Regions from separate parts of the Mus musculus genome. Here region 2 is linked to region 1. Evidence: chromatin contacts called from public promoter capture Hi-C data. All regions are on one chromosome and are shown on one strand. The core of a region is the stretch at or near the end of the contact, and the rest is flanking DNA. Distances in the headings are between cores, read along the strand shown. Region 1 holds the start of Tmem191c (transmembrane protein 191C). Region 2 holds the start of Ccdc74a (coiled-coil domain containing 74A).

Evidence for each region. Capture Hi-C pulls out chosen DNA fragments and counts their contacts.
Region 2: a contact with region 1 is called in a promoter capture Hi-C map of liver. The contact joins the promoter of Ccdc74a here to the promoter of Tmem191c in region 1. A contact is called at or near these places in 1 of 484 Hi-C or Micro-C datasets (embryonic stem cells), 1 of 115 datasets of contacts at active chromatin or transcription factors (pancreatic cancer cells) and 2 of 9 other capture datasets (liver and pancreatic islet).

Annotation. Positions count from the first base shown.
Region 1 is chr16:17,273,868-17,280,239 of GRCm38.p6, forward strand. It overlaps Tmem191c (transmembrane protein 191C), which reads left to right and starts at 2,433. Exons shown (of 10, transcript NM_177473.3): 1 at 2,433-2,601; 2 at 2,767-2,890; 3 at 2,970-3,020; 4 at 3,095-3,172; 5 at 3,327-3,383; 6 at 3,475-3,534; 7 at 3,661-3,725; 8 at 3,802-3,874; 9 at 3,984-4,024; 10 at 4,105-4,794. The coding sequence starts at 2,447. The coding sequence ends at 4,309.
Region 2 is chr16:17,642,733-17,649,104 of GRCm38.p6, forward strand. It overlaps Ccdc74a (coiled-coil domain containing 74A), which reads left to right and starts at 3,738. Exons shown (of 8, transcript NM_001166164.1): 1 at 3,738-4,051; 2 at 4,876-4,920; 3 at 5,335-5,394; 4 at 6,063-6,228. The coding sequence starts at 3,793. Smpd4 (sphingomyelin phosphodiesterase 4) reads left to right here. Exons shown (of 19, transcript NM_001164610.1): 19 at 1-2,098. The coding sequence ends at 71.

The DNA of each region.
Region 1 (6,372 bases), core at 1,183-3,682:
CAGCACTGGAGTCTGGGAATCCGAGTTATGTTGACAGCACTGGGGAATCCCAGCTTAGCCAGAGCTATCAAAACCCACAGCCCTTCCTGTAAATCAATAATTGATGTCTTGGTGCGTGATACTGGGAATTGAACCTTGTGTGTGCAGGGATTCCATTGACCAATATCCCAGCCCATTCATAGCAAAAAGCACTCATTGTTTTTGTTTTTGTTTTTTTGGAGGGGCTGTTTGAGACAAAGTCTCACCCTGTAGCAAAGGCTGGCTATGAATTTGCAGCAGGATTCCTGCCCCAGGCTATCTAATGAAGCTGTAATGGTTTATTACAGCATCCAGAAAGTATGTCCTCTAAATTATGGAATAAATTAGCTTCTTAAAATCTTTAGAGAGATTATATCACCACAGAGTGTGAAAAGGTCCAGTGTGCAGTTAGGAGCACTTGTTGCTCTTCCAGAGCACTGACTTTAGTTCCCATCACCCACATAGGTGGCTCACAACTGCTGGAATTCCAGCTTCAAGGGATCTGATGGACTGCTGAGGCATTTGCACAGATGTGGTATACACACACACACACACACACACACACACACACACACACACACACAGAGAGAGAGAGAGAGAGAAATAAATTGAAGAAAATGATTAAGCAGGTTCCTAGGGAAGTAAGGGGTTGTGTCAAGACCAGCCTGGCTGCAGAATGAGACCCCTTGAGCTAACAGAACCCCTAGATCACAAAACTACATCCCTCCTTTTCTTACTCATACCACACAAGCCCAATCAAAGGTTCTCTAGAGCTGAAACCATGGAGAAAAGAGACCATCAGGCCACCCTAGCACCCAGGTCCTCCCAGGTCCTTCAGCACCACTCAGCACGGCACTATGCTAGGGAAAATCCAGCCACTGAGACCACGACAAAGTTTCATAGCACATGGGGGAGAAAAACATTAAAAATTTTAATTTTAAATGTTTTTCTCAAGCCGGGCACGGTGGCGCATGCCTTTAATCCCAGCACTTGGGAGGCAGAGGCAGGCAGATTTCTGAGTTCAAGGCCAGCCTGGTCTACAAAAGTGAGTTCCAGGACAGCCAGGGCTACACAGAGAAACCCTGTCTCGAAAAAACAACAGCAACAAAAAAATGTTTTTCTCAAAAGTTTAGCACTCCCTGCTTGGTCACTCAGAATCTAAGGTGAGGCACACCTGGTTTAGCCTGTAGTTACAGTAGTTACAGCTACTGTGGCTCTTAAGATTTATTTATTTTTATTTATTATTATTATTATTTTTTTTTTGAGACAGGATTTCTCTGTATAGCCCTGGCTGTCCTGGAACTCACTCTGTAGACCAGGCTGGCCTCGAACTCAGAAATGCGCCTGCCTCTGCCTCCCGAGTGCTGGGATTAAAGGCGTGTGCCACCACCGCCTGGCTAATTTATTTATTTTTAAAGACTTATTTATTTTTATTTATATGAGTACATTGTCACTGTCTTGAGGGCATCAGATCCCATTACAAATGGTTGTGAGCCACTATGTGATTTCTGGGAATTGAACTTATGACCTCTAGAAGAGCAGTCAATACTCTTAACCGCTGAGCCATGTCTTCAGTCCTTCTTTAAAAAAAAAAAAAAAAAAAAAGATTACACACACACATACACACACACTCACACACTATAGCTGTCTTCAGACACACCGGAAGAGGGTATCAGATCCCATTATAGATGGTTGTGGATCACCATGTGGTTGCTGGAAATTGAACTCAGAACCTCTGGAAGAGCAGTCAGTGCTCTTAACCATTGAGCCATCTCTCAAACCCTCTCATTTTTTCTTTCTTTTTTTCTTTGGTTTTTGTTTGTTTGTTTGTTTTTTCGAGACAGGGTTTCTCTGTGTAGCCCTGGCTGTCCTGGAACTCAGGCTGTAGACTAGGCTGGCCTTGAACTCAGAAATCCGCCTGCCTCTGCCTCCCAAGTGCTGGGATTAAAGGCGTGGGCCACCACACCCGGCCCTCATTTTCTTTTGAGTCAGGGTCTTGTTTAGACCTCTAGGCTGACCTTGAACTCTAGGTGATCTTGCCTCAGCCTCTAGTATTTTGGGATTACAAGGTACGGACCATCAAGTCTGGTCCTTCCTTAGAACTTTAGTAACTTTTTACCAATCAGATCTGGACTGTGATATTTTTGTTTTTTGTTTTGTTTTTCTTTTTTTTGAGACAGGTCCGCATGTAGCCTTGGCTAATTTCAAACTCCGTATGTAGCAAAGGATGACCTTGAACTCCTGATCTTCGTGCCCTCACACCTCCAAGAGATAGAATTACAGATGTGGGCAACCAAGCCCGGCTTTGTATACCTGAATTGGTCGGGCGTGATCCGTCTCGGTTGGGTTCGGGCGCCCTCTGCTGCCTATTGTGACGCGGGCCACCAAGTTACCCAGGCGGTGGAGGTCGGGGCGGAGCTCTGGAGCCATGACTGAGCCGCAGGAGCAGCTGCTGCAGCTGCAGAAGGACAACCGAGATGGCCGCCTGCGGAAGCAGGAGCTAGAAGAGCTGGTGCGTGGGCTGGAAGCCGAGAGCGAGAGCCTCACCGGGCGCCTGGAGGAGCTGCGGGAGCGCGAGCGCAGGTGCGAGGGCACCGAGGCCCCGGCAGGCTTGTTGGCAGTCTCGCTCCAGGCAGTGGGACCCTAGTCTGGAACTCTCAGGCTGGTGGCGGCTCCTTCCCAAAATATCTTGCTCCCTGGTTTTATCCCAGACCAATTCTCCGCCCCCTCTCCCCCTCCCCCGTGTAGCCTGCAGCGGAGACGAAGTCAAGCATCACGAGCCATTCGAGGCGAGGCATGTGAGGCGGCACGGGAGCGTGCGGAGCGGGCTCGTGGGCTGCTGGAGGCGGCGGAGCAGCACCGGCAGGACCTGGTGCGGGCAAGAGCAAGAGGCGGCTCCCGGGGTGGCTAGGCTGGAGGAGGGGCCTAGACAGCCTGGACCCTGTTCGCAGGAGCAACACAATCGGAAGCTGCAGGAACAGTGGGAGGAACTGTCCAGTCAGGTACGTGCAGTGTCTCAGATCATGCCCTAGTCCCCAAGATCCTTGAGCCAGGCACTCACGAGTTCGGTCCCCAGCTTTTCTACTATGGAGGGGAGCAGCTAAGTCAACAGCGAGCGGAGCAGCAACTAGGGAACCAGCTTGTGGCGCTGCAGGTACTTGGGCGGGGCTGTGGGCGGAGTATGGCTGTGGGCAGGGTTATGTGCATTTGTGGGCAGAGTATCAGCCTTCAAGGCCGGGGACCGAGCCTCGAGGCCCAGTGGTGTGCGAGGACTTCAGGTTCTTGACATCACTTGAATCCTCCCGAAGAAACATCTGGAGCTGGCGGAGGCCAAATTCAGCATGCAGGCAGAGGACCTGCGGCAGGTGCGAATGGCGCTGGACTCTGGGGGGGGGGGGGAAGGCGTGTGGGGAGGGCCTGTCATTGCGATGCTCATACCAAGCCCCTGGCTTCTAGGGTGCGCAGCGGACAGAAGAGGCCTGGGCCAGCTTCCAGGAGCAGAGTGGAGTCCTGCAGGTGTGACCCCTCGTTTCTGACAGCGGTTCTCTTTCGAATGCCCTGCGGCCTCGACTCTTTCTTCCTTACTCTCTGACTCGCGATGTAGCGCATCCTCTGCCCTGAATCCCTATTGCCATCCTTCAGGAGCTGCAGGGGAAAGTGATGGAGGCAGCAGCTGCGCTGGAGGCTACGCGCGGTGGCTCGGAACCGTAAGAATTGGGACTTGGAGGGCGTCGGAAGGTGCTAGGCCCAGCCTGGTGGCTCATCTCCGCGCCTGTCCTGCAGGTGGAACTCAGAGCCTCGTCCGGTGCAGGACTGCGCGGGCTCACTCATGGAGGAGGTGGCCAGGGCTGACTGCGTGAGCGTGGGCTGGGAAGCGCGGGCTGAAGCTGGTACCTGCCCACTAGATTTGGCTAGAGCCTAGCGGCTGCCCAGGCAAAAAACTGGATACAGCCCTTTCTCTGCAGGAAAAGCGACTGTTCGGTGGTACAGGCGCGGGAAGCCTCAGGTGAGTGGCTAGTGGGGGTTGGGCGGTCCGGGTTCCGGGTCCCAGAGCCACCACCCACCTGTCCGTTGGTGGTTCTGCAGGCTGTGGGCGCTGAGCGCACTGCAGACGTTGCTGCTGCTCCCGCTGGGTTTCCTGGTGCTGCCGCTGATTTACGTGGTGCTGGCGAAGCCTGACGCCGTTGGCCCGGGGCTCCAGAGTCTCGGCTCTGACGCGGTCTTCCGCCGGCTGCGCTACACGCTGTCGCCTTTACTTGAGCTGCGTGCGCGCGGATTGCTGCCTGCCTAGAGTGCATCATGTCGGCTTTGGCCGCTTGTACCTCTGTCTCCTTTGTGTTTTCTGGGTGCCTGCTTATATGAAAAGGGTGGGGGTGAAGTTCGTCTGTTCCGATATCACCTGAGTGCAGGGGTGCCTGTCTGTGGCGGGGCTGCTTGTGTCCAGGCCGCAGCCTGACCCCTCTAGGGGGCTCTTCTGAACCTGAGCTTTGGGTAGGATGGGTGTGGGTGCTGGCCTGTCGGGTCCCCTCCGTAGTGGGTGGATTATTTTCCCTGGATGCGGATGCACAGTTACTCCAGATCTACTTCAACGTTGGGGTTCCCTCTTGGGCAGGTTCGAGTTCGCCATACCTCCCTCACAGCATCTGAACACACCGGGTAGTGTATGCTTGCCACCGTGGGCTTTGTGGGGAACATGCAGTAGATAAGGATTGCCCTGCTGAGTGGAAATTAATCTGGGTTGAATTTCCAATAAACTCTAGACTACTTGTTTATTTATAGGTGTGTGGGGTTTCATCCCAGCTTTGAACTCACTATACAGCTGAGTGACCTTGACCTACCTCCCTGCTCCTGAGTGGATTATAGGCATGAGCCACCAGGGATGGTTTATTCTGTTCTGGGGATTGAACTCAGCTCAGCACTTGTGAATGCTAAGCTATAACCACAGCATTTAAACAATTACAGCTTTTTCTGTTAAGTTCATTGGAGACTCCCTTAACGGCCTAACAGAGTGGTCTGTAAAGTACCTTGGAATGGTCTGTTTAACTTGGAGAAAGCACCTGATGTGGTTTAGGTTCTGTAGCGTGCAGCGACCTATCAGTTGTATGCACTGGTGTCTCTCACTGCCTTGCAAACATAAGGTCCTGTGTCTGACCCTAAGAACCTATGTAAAAAGGCTGGATGTGGTGGTAATGTCAGTGACCCCTTGTTGGAGAGGTAGAGACAAGTGTGAATTAGTGAGCTCCAGCTAATGGGAACTGTCTCAGGAAACTGGGTGGTCAATTTCCAATATTCACACACAGTGTTTGACAACATCCCGGAATTCCTGCTCAGGGATTCTTACTGCCCTCTTGTTCCCTAACTGAGCACCAGGTATAGTCATTGTCTTACTTAGGGTTTCATTGCTGTGAAGAGACGCCATGACCATGACGATGCTTATAAAGGAAAACATTTAATTGGCACTGGCTTACAGTTTCAGAGGTTTAGCCCATTATCATCATGGTGGGAGGCATGGCAGTGTCCAGACAGACATGGTGCTGGAGAAGGAGCTGAGAGTCCTACATCTTGATTCACAGGCAGCAGAAGGAGACTGTGTGCCATAGTGTTCAGGTTGAGCATTTGAGACCTCAGAGCCCACCCCTAGAGTGACACACTTGTGACAAGGCCACACCTACTCCCACAGGCTACACCTTCTAATAGAGCCACTCCCTATGGCCAAGCATTCAAACAAATGTGTCTATGGGTGCCAGACCACCAAAGTTATAGTGCACAAACTACATGCAGACACTCATATAATCTTACAAAAAGCCAAAGCCAGCTGGTCAGTAGTGGCTCGAACCTTTAATCCCAGCACTCATCAGGCAGAGGCAGGCAGATTTCTGTGAATTTGAGGCCAGCCTGGTCTACAGAGTGAGTTCCAGGACAGCCAGGGCTACACAGAGAAACCTTGTCTAGAAAAAGCAAAAAGCAAACAAAACTAGACAGAGTGGTGCCAGGGTCCTTGGGGTGACTGCTCTAGCCTTTCACCTCACCCCCACCCTGCTGCCAGTCCCATCTGACTGATATTTGGGGGGCTTTGGGGGATGGGCCTTGTGCACAGCAGGCAAGTGCCTTAACCACTGAACTGCAGGCTCTGCTCCAATTTAAAACCTTACTTTCTGAGACCACACTGGCTCGCACCTGTTTGGTACCTGACACAGAAACAGCCACATCTGTTTAGGGCCTTCATGGAGGAAAGCCTTTCCGCTGCAGAGGACTCCTGTCTGGAAGAGGCATTAATCCAAAGAGTCATAGGCTGGGGCTATAGCTAGGGGATGTGGGGGCCTGCCCAGCATGTATAGGCCCTGGGTCTGATCC
Region 2 (6,372 bases), core at 2,488-4,987, 370 kb after region 1:
TCCTAGGATACGTCCTCTATGCCATAGCTATGACACTGCTCACTGAACGGGGGAAGCTGCACCAGCTCTGAGCTGCTGGCCATCCTCTCCTGAGCAGACTGTGGCAGGTTGCTTAGAAGCCAGGAATAGAGGGGCAGGTCATCTTCAGTGTTCTTGGGAGTAGTTTCCCTGCAGTGGTGGAGTTATTCAAAAGAACAAAGAGTTGGAAGGGAGAGTGATCCAGGCAGGCCTGACACAGAAGGGTCAGTGTCAGAAGGTTCATAAGCCATTGTGTAAGACAATCAGTGCTGGCCATGGCTCCTCACCTTCAGTCCAAGGGCACACAAGCAGCTCAATATCCACTCCAGGGGAGAAGCAGGGTTCTAAGAGACAGAGCTTGGGGTTGGAGCTTGGTCTGGCCAGCCTCTGTGGACACAAAGCAAAAAAGCATTGGTTTTGCCTGTAAAACTAAGGAATTTAAGGGAGCGTCACATTTGTAACAACACCTGTATGAAAAAAACACCTTCACATCAAAGCTAAGACACCAAAGGGCTCAAGTTCACCCTGCAGGTGAACACCACCATCTCCAAGGTGTTCTTAAACCAGCCCTTTTGTTGTGGGTGTGTAGCTGTTTTTAAAGAAAAAAAAATACCAACCTGTTTTTTTTCAAAGTTATCACTGGGCTTTGTATTTCGATGTAACTTCAGAATACATCATGGGACCCATGACCAAAAGTCAGCTCAAAACATAACTGAACAAGGATCCGAATAAACCATTCTTGCTTCGGAGATTGTCTGGGCTGAATCTTTAGCCTGTTTACCTGCCAAGGGTCCCTGGGCATTTGGGAACTGTGGAGCAAGCTCCTGGACACGGTACCTCCTTACCTCGTGATGGAGTTCTTTCTGACTGAAAGTCCCCTTTCATGCCTAGGGCATGTTGGATTCAACTTCTGCAGAAACAAGACAAGGCAGACTAACCCTGAGGTGGGGGCAGGCCCTGTGGTGCCCTGAGAACTGATTTCCCTGCTTAACACCTCAGAACTGGCTGTCATCCAGAACAAATACCACATTGGCTTCCAGAAACTTCCTTTTTGTTAAACAGTGTCATTTTTATTTTATGTGAGTGAATGTTGCTTGTGTCTGTTCATCATATGTATGCATTTAAGGAGGCCAAGAAGAGGGAGTGGGTGGGTGCTGGAGACCAAACTCCAGGCTTCTGTAGTGCTCTTAATCAACTACTGAGCCATCTCTTCAGCCTCCAGAATCTTAGAGTCATGGGCAGATGGGGCTGACCTATACTAGCCAGCTCCAGGCCAGCATCTTCCCAGGAGTACAACCTCCTTGTGGTGGGAAGGGAAGTTGCCTTTTGAGTGTCCCACTGTTTCCAATTCCCCTGGTCAGAGCTGAATGACTAGCCCTTACCAACAACCCTATCAATATTTATCTTTTGTGTGGGGGATAGAGATAGTTACTCTTGTGTAGCCCAGGCTGGCCTTGAACTCAGAGATACACGTACACTTACCAAGTGTTGGAATCAAAGGCTTGTGCCAACTCTTTACCTAGCCTGTATTTATTTATGAGATGAATATTTTTTTAAATTTTTTTTCTCTTGACAGTTACACACACACACACACACAGGTCATGTCTTACTCCTTCAAGTGCCCCCAGAGTTTAATGTTTTAGACTGACTTATTGGAGTGTGGGGGATGCAGTGCATGCATGCGTGCCATGTATGGACATAGGTCAGAGGTTTGAGGAATGGAACTAGGTTAGGCCTCAAAGCAGGTGTCACCAGTTGTCAGCGTTCAGTTGTCAACTTGATTCACCTGGGAAAGGGACCTTTTCTTGATTGATGTAGCTATCTTCGGGTGGTACCATCCCTAGGCAGGTAGGTCTGGGCTGTATAAGAAAGGTAGCTGAAAGTAAGCTGGGGAGAAAGCCCCAAGCAGTCTCTTGGTTTCTGCTTCAGGCTTCTGCCTTGCCTTGAGTTCCTTCATGGCATCTGTCCATGATAGACTCTAACCTATAAGCTAAAATAAACCCTCTGATGCCCACTTTGCTTTTCTTTTGATCACGGTGTTTATCGCAGCAACAAAAAATAAAATAGGATGCTCAACTAAGCCATCTCCCTGTTTTGGTTTATTTTTAGGATAAGATCTCACTGTGTAGTCTGTAATGAAACTTTGTATCCTAGGCTAGGATTATAGGTATGAGCTTCAAGGATCAGTTTGAAATGATCTTTTTATTATTTGTGTGTGTTTGTTTTGAAGACAGGATTTCACTATGTAGCTCTGCTGACCTGGAACTCTATGTAGATCGGGCTTTTTGCTGTGCAAAGGATGGACCTCTGGGACATGGACATGGTAGACAAGTGTCAAACACTGACCCATTGGGAGGTGACTTTTGCATAGCCTTCTCTTAGAAATTAAGTTTCCAAACCAGGCATTAATCTTAGGATTCAGAAAGGAGGCAGAGGCAGATCTCTGAGTTTGAAGTCAGCCTGGCCTATGTAGCTAAACTATGTCTCAAACAAACAAATCTACCATGTCATAAAAAGTAAGTGGCCTAGTTTTCACGTGGATAAGAGATGAGCCAGCAGTTAAGAAAGAGAGCTTCCTGCTCTTCCAGAAAACCTGAGTTTGGTTTCCAGCAGACACCCAAGGCTGCCTGTAATTCCAGCTCCGGGGCTCAATGCTCACACATGCACACCCACAGAATATACTCATACGGGTACGCATAAATGAAAAAAAAAAAAAAACTAAAGTCTAGAAAGCCAGGACTTTCTTGTTTTTGATCCTGCTGGCTGGGTTCTCTAGGTAAAGGCAAGCACTGGACTTTTGTTTTCTTGAAGACAGGTTCTCACTGTGTAGCTCTGACTGTTCCGGGAACTCACTATGGCAGACTTCGGAACTCTGGAAGATCCACCTGCCTCTGTCTCCCATTTGCTGGAATTAAAGAAGTGGGCTGGCCGGTTCTCTTGTGTTGGTTCAGACAGCTCTATTTATACACAAAGATTCAGTGAGTGTTGGAAGATTTGTGAAACTATTACTATGTATCCAAAAATGTGAGCTATTAAAATGAAAGACTAAGACCCACTTTAAAAGCCAGTGCGACGGGCGGTGGTGGCGCACGCCTTTAATCCCAGCACTGGGGAGGCAGAGGCAGGCGGATTTCTGAGTTCGAGGCCAACCTGGTCTACAAAGTGAGTTCCAGGACAGCCAGGGCTATACAGAGAAACCCTGTCTCGAAAAACAAAAACAAAAAAGCCAGTGCTTTGGCATACATCTATAATCCCGGTTTTACACAATGAATTCCAAGCTAGTTTGCACTACAGAGTGAGACCCTGGTTCAAAAGTACAAGCGGGGCTAGGGTGATGGCTCAGAAGGTATAGTGGTTTCTGCCCAAGCAGGAGAAATTCGGGTCTAAATTCGGGTCCCTAGCACCCACATGAGAAGTGGGGAGGGAAGGCGCACACCCGGGATCTTAAGCGCTGGAAGCCGGGGAAATGGGAAGATCCTGGGGTTCACGGGCCAGCCCAGCTAGTCACAAGACGAGACAGACCTCTTCTCAAAATCTATGAGGTGGGGAATGAGACCGGACGTCGAGTGCTGGTCTCCACAGGCACACGCACCGCACACAGCACTCATAAGAACTACTGTTCCGGACCAGTTCAAGAGTCTGGCGCCTTGGTTTTTGCGGAACGCGGCCGCAGGCCCCGCCCCGCGGCGCGCCCCGCCCTCTCCGGCGCGCCGGTTCCCAAGGCGACCGAGTGCCAGGCTCCAGCAGCCAGTACTGAGCGGCGGCGACGCCTTCATGAGCGGGGCCGGGCTGGCGGCCGGGGCTCGGCCCCTCAGCTCCGCGGCCCCAGGCTCCCGGGGCGCGGCCCGCCTACGCCCGCGCCCTCCCGCCGGCCTGCAGCACGCGGGGACGCAGCCGCCTCCGCTCGGGTTCAGCGAAGCACAGAAGCGGATCCTGGACCTGGAAAAGAGCCTGCAGTTCCTACAGCAGCAGCACTCGGAGACGCTAGTCAAACTCCACGAGGAGATCGAGCACCTGAAGCGGGAGAATAAGGGTGAGCCTCTGGGTGCTGGCCCAGCATTTACAACCTGAAGGTCACGGCCATCAACTCTTAACAGTCTCCGGGTGCGGGGAAGGATGCGGGAGGCTTCTCTTCGGTAGGGCCTGCCGATAGGCTCAGTCCTCCTGTGCCCACCAGCCCAAATGAACGCTGACCCTCCTGTGCACTCTGTGCAGGGCAGGGTGTAGTCCGGCTCATTATTTAAAACTGTTGCCGAAGTTAAACAGCACACAGCAAATTCCAGTAAATGGGTCACCAACTAAGCACATCCAGATTTTGGGCAGGGATTGCCAGGATGCTGCTCCACCCCACCCCCGACCCCCACCCCCAAGGCTTGGCCTACTCAGAACTTCAGGCCACCCTGTGACATAACTGCTTTTCACTGTCTACAGCTCAGCTAGGGTTCCTCTGCTTCCCCCCACTCCATGCCCTGTGCCTCGGGTTTCTCCCTCTTTCTGGTGTTGTCTTTACCTGGGCATCTTATTACATTAGGGCTCTGCTTGAGACTCACCCCATGTCTGACTGACCAGCCCCATGCCACACCCCACTTACCTTACCATTGCCAGGGGCTCCTGGAAGGCTAGCCAGCCATCCTGTCTCACTTCAGCAGCCCTGCAGCCCTGCCCCTGCCTGGCCTAGTGGATGGGCACCTTGCAGGTGTTGGGGATGACAGGGATCAGCTAGAGGCATTTCTGGTCTGAGATGCCTGAGGTAAAGGGTTGGTGGAAAAAGCTGGTGGGACCCAAAGAGCAGGCCACATTTGTGCTCCCAGTGGCTGTAGATTTTAAGTGTGATAAGGAGTATTTGTTTGCTTTCAGATCTCCACTACAAGCTAATCATGAATGAGAAGCCTCAGAAAAAAGGTAGGACTTGCAGGGAGTTATCACTCAAGCCTATCTGGCAGCAGGGAGCCCTGCATGCTAACCCAGAGGAGACCAGTTCTGGGCACTTGGACAGGTGGCCCTTTCCCCAGCCACAGCTTGCTTGTTTGCTCTCAACACCAAAGGCATGACGTGTGTGCAGTAGGGACAATGAGGTGGCTGCATACCCTCCCTCCCTCTGCTGAGCACAGCTCCTGGGCAGCCCCATCCCCTGGTAGGTTGATGGTTGCTGTGGTGCCTGCCTCTGGTTCCCCAGCCCTGTACCGCTGGTTCCTTACACTTGAGTGAGGGGTTTCTTACCACACTCCCTGTATGGAAAACAGCCCTGCTCGAACATGGAGGGCCAGGTAACAGGCAGGAGTGGGTTCTCAGGCTGAGCCCTGCATCTTCCCACAGGCAGCATCTCCACATGGAGCCTTCACTCTGGCAAGTCCGCCTCCAATTCCACGATGTCCGGTGAGCCAGGGCCCAGGCTGGGCAGTCAGCGGGAGGTGTTGCCTAGAGTTGAAAACCCTCTTTCGCAAAGGGGGTGGCCCTGATATCCTATGTACAGAAACAACCAAGAAGGAGACTGGGCCAGGAGTCCTTGAGGGGACGCGCTACAAGCAAGACAAGGCCTGGCTGTCAGTGTAGCCAGATGATGTAGCAGGCCCACCCAGGTAGGGTAGTGAGTGAGTAGCCAAGCCGTTAACAAAGGAACTCAAGTACTTTCCAAGCCCCTATTTTCTCCTGGGAGGTGGGTATGTGCTCCACCAAGCCCCCCCCCCATGACATCTCAGGGACAAAATAAACAGAGCCTCTTCTCCCACTCACTTCCTCTGGGAGGCTACACAACTTCACTAGCAGCAGCCCCAGCTGACCAGCAGCCCAGATGCCAGGACCTACAGTTTGTTCTACCCCAGATGGAAGGCAGCAGCCCCCACTGGGGCTTTTCTGACACAAGCAGCAGGTACCACCACAGGCTTCACTCTACGCTTTGTTCTCTGCAGCCCTCCTCAGAGTGTTCAGTACAGCAGAGGGAACTGATACATGGTCAGGGCTTCCTGGGTACACTGGTTGATCCTAGAGAATGGGCCTTTGGCTCCCAAGGCCTTTAGTGATAGCCCTGTTGGTGTGCCCTGCAGCCAACTCTCAAGGCAAGACCAGGCCCCAGCCCAGCTCCTTCAAGAAACAAGAGCTGAAGTCTGAAGCCCTCCAAAAGACAGACCTGGAAGAGCAGTCACTCAGCAGTGCTGCCCTGTCCCACAGCAGCAAGCTGGACAGAGTCCCTGGGGCTCAGGGACAGGCCAAGTAAGGCCTGCTTGCACCTGAGGACCAGGCCCGCACCCCAAGGGCCCCAAGCTTACCCTTAGTAGGTTTCCACCCTGGGATCAGCAGGCTACCTTGTTTCCATCTTGATGGAAATGGGGTTGAGGGAGCAGGGAGCTGCCAGGC